Regions from separate parts of the Macaca mulatta genome. Here region 1 is linked to region 2. A link is a contact called in public Hi-C data. All regions are on one chromosome and are shown on one strand. Each heading gives the region's core, a stretch centred on a gene start, on an enhancer-like site or on the middle of the called end of the contact. The rest is flanking DNA. Distances are from core to core; before and after follow the strand shown. Region 1 holds the start of LOC114676301. Region 2 holds the start of FXR1 (FMR1 autosomal homolog 1).

Region 1 (2,715 bases), core at 100-2,599, 78 kb before region 2:
CTCTGGTAAAGGCGTGCAGGTGTTGGCCGCGCTCTCTGAGCTGGGATGAGCCGTGCTCCCGGTGGAAGCAAGGGAGCGCAGACGGAGCCATGGTGAGTGCGGCCTTCCGGTCTCCTTAGCAACATCCGGCCCAGGCCTCAGCCTCAGCTCCCGGCCTCGGAGGTGTGGAGTTGAAGTTGTGCTCCTTAGTGCGACTCTGGGCGGGAGGTTTCGGTTTTCGGGGCGTCACACTCACCAGGACACAGCCCTGTTGGCTCGCTCCTCTTGGGTCTTTGTGTTTTTACATCGTCTTTCTGCACGGTTCTCCAGCTTCTTGTCCGCACGGGCTCTGGGCGCTAAGGCGTTGCTTGCCTGGAACTCCTGTAAGGTCAGAAGTCTATCATGGACTCGGAGATTAGTGGAAACGTATTTGATTATAGGTGCCCTTGCCCTAACACATCTTCACAGCACTGGCTCCACTTTGCTATATCCTTCTCTTTGGCTTTTGCCGACAGATGTCGTCTCCATGCGGAAATTCCTGAACATATTTGGGCCTCTGTTGTTAGGAAACAACAGGGCAGTGCCAAAGGTATATTCTCCTAGTTTAGCCCACGTTTAGCCTCGAAAATGCGTTATCAGAATTTTACAGGAGCCGTCTGTGAACAGTTTTTCCTTCTGTAGCAGAAATCTTATTTCCACTTTTTTTTTTTTTTTTTTTTTTTTTGAGACAGAGTCTTGCTCTGTTGCCCAGGCTGGAGTGCAGTGGCAAGATCTCGACTCACTACAAGCTCCGCCTCCCGGGTTCGCCGTTCTCCTGCCTCAGCCTCCCAAGTAACTGGGACTACAGGCGCCAACCACCACGCCTGGCTAATTTTTTTGTGTGTTTTTAGTGAGACGGGGTTTCACTGTGTTAGCCAGGATGGTCTTGATCTCCCGACTTCGTGATCCGCCCGCCTCGACCTCCCAAAGTGCTGGGATTACAGGCGTGAGCCACCCGCCCGGCCTATTTCCACTACTTTTGATTGAACTTTAATGTAACCTAATTTGTCCGGGGATGAAAGAAGTTTTCAAACGGAGGGAATCATCTTTTTCCCTATTGTAGAGGTAAATAAGCAAGTCGAACTTGCCGTCTTTCCCATAGTAATGAATCCGGTAACTTTAATACATTCGGTATAACAGATGCAGTAGTTTAAGGATTGCTGGGCAGAATATTTCTGCCTTAAAAGTTGTTTCTCGGCCAGACATGGTGGCTTATGCCTGTAATCTTACCACTTTGGGAGGCCTAGGTGGGAGGATTGCTTGAGGCCAGGAGTTCAAGACCAGCCTAGGCAACATAGCAAGACTCCGCCTCTTAAAAAAAAAAAAAGGAAAAAAAATGTTGTTTCTCCTATTAAAATGCAGTTTGTAATGAGTTGGTGATGGGAGAATGGGCAAAATGAGAAAGGGTGGGAATTAGAGAAGTAAATATTTACTCTTCTCCCCCTTACCAGGCCAGTACAGTGGTAGCAGTTGGACTGACCATTGCTGCTGCAGGATTTGCAGGTTTGTTTATGGTTTGGGGGTGGAAGTGAAGTCGGGGAGATTGGAGATTTACTTATTCTATTGCTTTTGGTTTTAGGCCGTTATGTTTTGCAAGCCATGAAGCATATGGAGCCTCAAGTAAAACAAGTTTTTCAAAGCCTACCAAAATCTGTAAGACTTAATGAACACTTTTGCTAATTCTTTGCTGCTTGTATTTGAAACCTAGAGCCACACTTAAGGAAGGGTAAATTTTCAAATATCCATGAAGTTCTAAGTGATTGCTTTGGACCCATTCTCCTGCTTCCCACAAGGAGAGTATAGAAGTTCTGAACTTTGTAATGGTGCTACCCTGAAACATCAGATGTTATATGTGACAGAGTTGGATGGGGTATTGATAATTCTAGTACCCCACTAGACCCAACTTTCTTGTGAAATAATCACTTTTTCACATACCATCACCTTCAGCATCATCTATACATATTCTTGTTTTCCTTTATCTGCTCTGCATGACACACACAGAGGTATATGAGATTCTAAAGTGATCCGATCTTACCATGTGGCCCTGGCACTCCCAAACGTCATACATAGGTAGCACTCTAGTTAATTAGGCTGTAGGGTTTGACTTGATGTTCTGGTCATACCCTATGTGGTCACAGTTAAGAATAGATTTGATTGTGATCATCTGTTGAATATTTATGTTGTGATTAAGTGTAACAGAATAGAGTGATTGTAGGCTTTACTAATATGATTTCTGACATAGCAAGGCCAGAGGAGCTGATAGTGGTATTTTCTGTATATGTATCTTAAAGTCTTGTTTCAAATACCCTTGAACCTCTTGTCTCAAAAGACTTCCAGATCCTGTTCTGGAGCCACTTCTTAATACCTCAGGAGTTGCACTTAAAAGTCCTCTGGAATGTCTTAGTTTTTCTACTGGCTCTGTGAATATTTCCAGACTTCTTTTTTAAAGCGACTTTGTTTATTGTATTAACCTTTCTTTACAAATGGCATTTCTTCTTCCAGGCCTTCAGTGGTGGCTATTATAGAGGTGGGTTTGAACCCAAAATGACAAAACGGGAAGCAGCATTAATACTAGGTGTAAGGTAAAATAATCTCTAATATTTTTAGCATTTTTCTACCACTCTAGAGCAATGAGGAAATATAAGACCTTCTCTCCTTTAATAGGAGAGGGTCATGGGGATTTTGTCCTAGGAAGAT
Region 2 (2,700 bases), core at 139-2,638:
AGGGGGATCCTTTATACGCTGTGATTCCCCATTATGCTAGTACCACGTGACAGTTAAACCAAATCCACAGAGCTAATCAGTAAACTAAGAAAGGAAAAACAAAACCCTGAAAATAGAAAATCATGGCCAAATAAAATAAAAACCCAAGGGATAAAAGGTACCCTGAAATGAAAACCTGTGAGAATTCATTTTGCATACGCACAATACTCATGTATTAGAAGGCGGCCCTTCATAAAAATAGCCAAGACTCTCAAACATTTGAGATGCTGGCTTAGTGAGATTGACTGACAGACAACAGCTGGGGAGGTTCTGTATTGATCTTGTAACGGCCTGGCATATTTCGGGAAAATAAGGAGAAAAGAATGCTATAGCAGCAAAAAATAAACATTAGGATTTCATTTTCAGATATGTGAACGCTGAACGCCCCACCAAATTCCTCTACTCTATTCCTCTTACGTTTTTCAGCCCCGATTCCATAGTAATGCATGCCCTTCCTCCCCAAGCAAACAAACAAAAAAACCTCGTGGGGGAAAAACAAAACAAAACAATACCTCCCTCCAAAAACAGGGGCAGTGATATAAAGAAATTAGTCACCTCTCCACCTATCTCCCTGATCCATTTCGCATTTTAAATCTTACTTTAAAGCACACAACTCTCCTTTTATTCCGTAATAGAGGGGCTAAGGCGCCGCCCAATTTCCCAGGCCGCAAAAATATTCCAACCCGCCACAATTCAAGGTTTTCTGCTTTTCTGTCTTCGATCCTAACCCTCAATCCGGTACCCTCATTCTCCTCAGGCACTAAAGATTTGTTGGCCCAAAACTCAAATACAAGGGTGAATTCCAAAGATTCCGCGATACACCCGCCCCAGGGGGTGGGGAGGGGTCGGAGGAGCGGGTTGAGGAGCTCCCGCCCGGCCCAGTTCGAGGGGCGGGGGAGCGGGTGTGACCACACAATCCCACCGCCTCCTTTCACGACTCCCCCACCTCCCAGAGCTCCGGCCTGCTCCGAGGGAGCTCACGCCGCCCAGCAGCCACTGAGCTGCTTCCCACCGGCCCGCCAAGAACCGTACTAGCAACCAAGAAGGCTCATAACTAGGAAAATGCAAAAGGCGTCCGACGTGTTGTTTCAAAACATAACGGAGCCCCGGCCCCCGAGACCGTTAAACCGCGGGTGGAGGGGGGAGAAGCAAGGAATCTAGCGGCCTCGAGCTTTGGCCTGGCCTCCTTTCCAATCCAAACCTCACTTTCTGGGACCACCAACCCTCCCTCAAACGCGCTCCAGCCCCCAGAATACTAGACAAAGTGGCAAAACCGTCAGTACCTTGTAGAAAGCCCCGTTGGAGCCGCGAACCTCCACCGTCAGCTCCGCCATGTTGGAACCGCAAAGGCCGCTGGGAAGAGATTCTAGAAACTTTCCAACCAGAGGGGAGGAGGGGGGAGGGGCGAGAAGGAGGCGGGGAAAGGGGAGGGGAAAACAGGGCGGGGATTTGGATCCCCCGCCCCTCACCCCTGGGGTCTCAACGTGCCGCCCCGACTCTCCAGGTGGGATCGCTGCGCACCCTGCATCACTGGCCTTGAGCTCCGCCCGCCGCCGTCTACGTCGGATTTGCTTCCCGACACAATCGCCCGACCTTTGTTGACCCGCCCCTAGGTCCCCGCCCCACAGTGCCCGCTGTTCGCACCGCGGCGGCCGAGTAGTGCCTCCAGCTGCCACTGCCCAGGCACAGCCTGTCGGGCACATCGGCATTCCCCAGCCCTCCGGCATCCTGACCTTAAATTTCTGGAAGTGCTGGCTGCCCTGGAATGGCTTTATCATACACTTTTTGGGCTCCAGTTGCCCTGGGGAAGAGGGACGCCTACAAAATAGACATACTATTGTGCCCCAAGTTTTTTAGCCCCGCTCTTTCTTTAAAAAAAAGTTGGGCCTTCTCTTGACTCAAATTCCACAGTTCCACATCCACTCAAACAATTTGGTCTAGCCCTCTCCCCACCTGTTACCACTTTAGCTATTTAAAAGTCAAACTGAGTATTTTCAGTGCAAGTCAACTGTGTTCCCACCCTAGAATAGAGTTTAGGTGAATTCGCCTTATTAAAAGTAGTCAGACAAACAATAGAGCAGGAGACCACGTTTTCCTCTGCTAAATGTATGCAGAGTTCCACAAATAGGATCAAAGCAGAACCATCTCCAGTTTTGTAAGCATAACAAATACTTTGGGTATGGATTTTAACAACTTAATACTGAAGCTTCTTCCCTAAGCAAGGGCTTTGGAAATAATACTATAAGTGTTTCTCGTTATACTTACATTATTACCATTTTCGCAAAAAAAGTTAGGAAAGGATACTTTGCTAACATTCTGTAATTCCCATGAAATGCCCACTGACCCAGTTTTTCAGATTCTAAAAAAAAAAATGTACATAAATTTTATGAGCACGTCTGCATCTCTGAAGATTCTGGGGGAAAATGAGGGCTGTGAAAGTGCTCGCTGTTGTCATGTACAGGATATTCTCTTTATTTATTTAGAGACAGGTTCTCGCTCTGTTACCAAGATGCAATGCAGTGGTGTGATAAACGTTGCAGCCTGGACTTCCCAGGCTCAGGTGATTCTCCCACGTGGGCCTCCCAAGTGGCTGGGACTACAATATTTATTGATTTGATTTGATTTGATTTATTATGTTTTTTTAGACAGAGTCTCGCTCTA

What was found. Hi-C and Micro-C count contacts between places; a contact is called where the count stands out from the background.
Region 1: a contact with region 2 is called in a Hi-C map of CD4 T cells, with 2.6 times the contacts expected there. The contact joins the promoter of LOC114676301 here to the promoter of FXR1 in region 2. A contact is called at or near these places in 3 of 14 Hi-C or Micro-C datasets (CD4 T cells, fetal cortex germinal zone and liver).

Annotation. Positions count from the first base shown.
Region 1 is chr2:93,066,100-93,068,814 of T2T-MMU8v2.0, reverse strand. LOC114676301 reads right to left here and starts at 1,349. Exons shown (of 8, transcript XM_077991694.1): 1 at 1-1,349. The coding sequence starts at 91. DNAJC19 (DnaJ heat shock protein family (Hsp40) member C19) reads left to right here. Exons shown (of 6, transcript NM_001266267.1): 1 at 1-92; 2 at 1,470-1,521; 3 at 1,598-1,671; 4 at 2,521-2,600. The coding sequence starts at 90.
Region 2 is chr2:92,988,550-92,991,249 of T2T-MMU8v2.0, reverse strand. FXR1 (FMR1 autosomal homolog 1) reads right to left here and starts at 1,388. Exons shown (of 16, transcript XM_015131564.3): 1 at 1,323-1,388. The coding sequence starts at 1,373.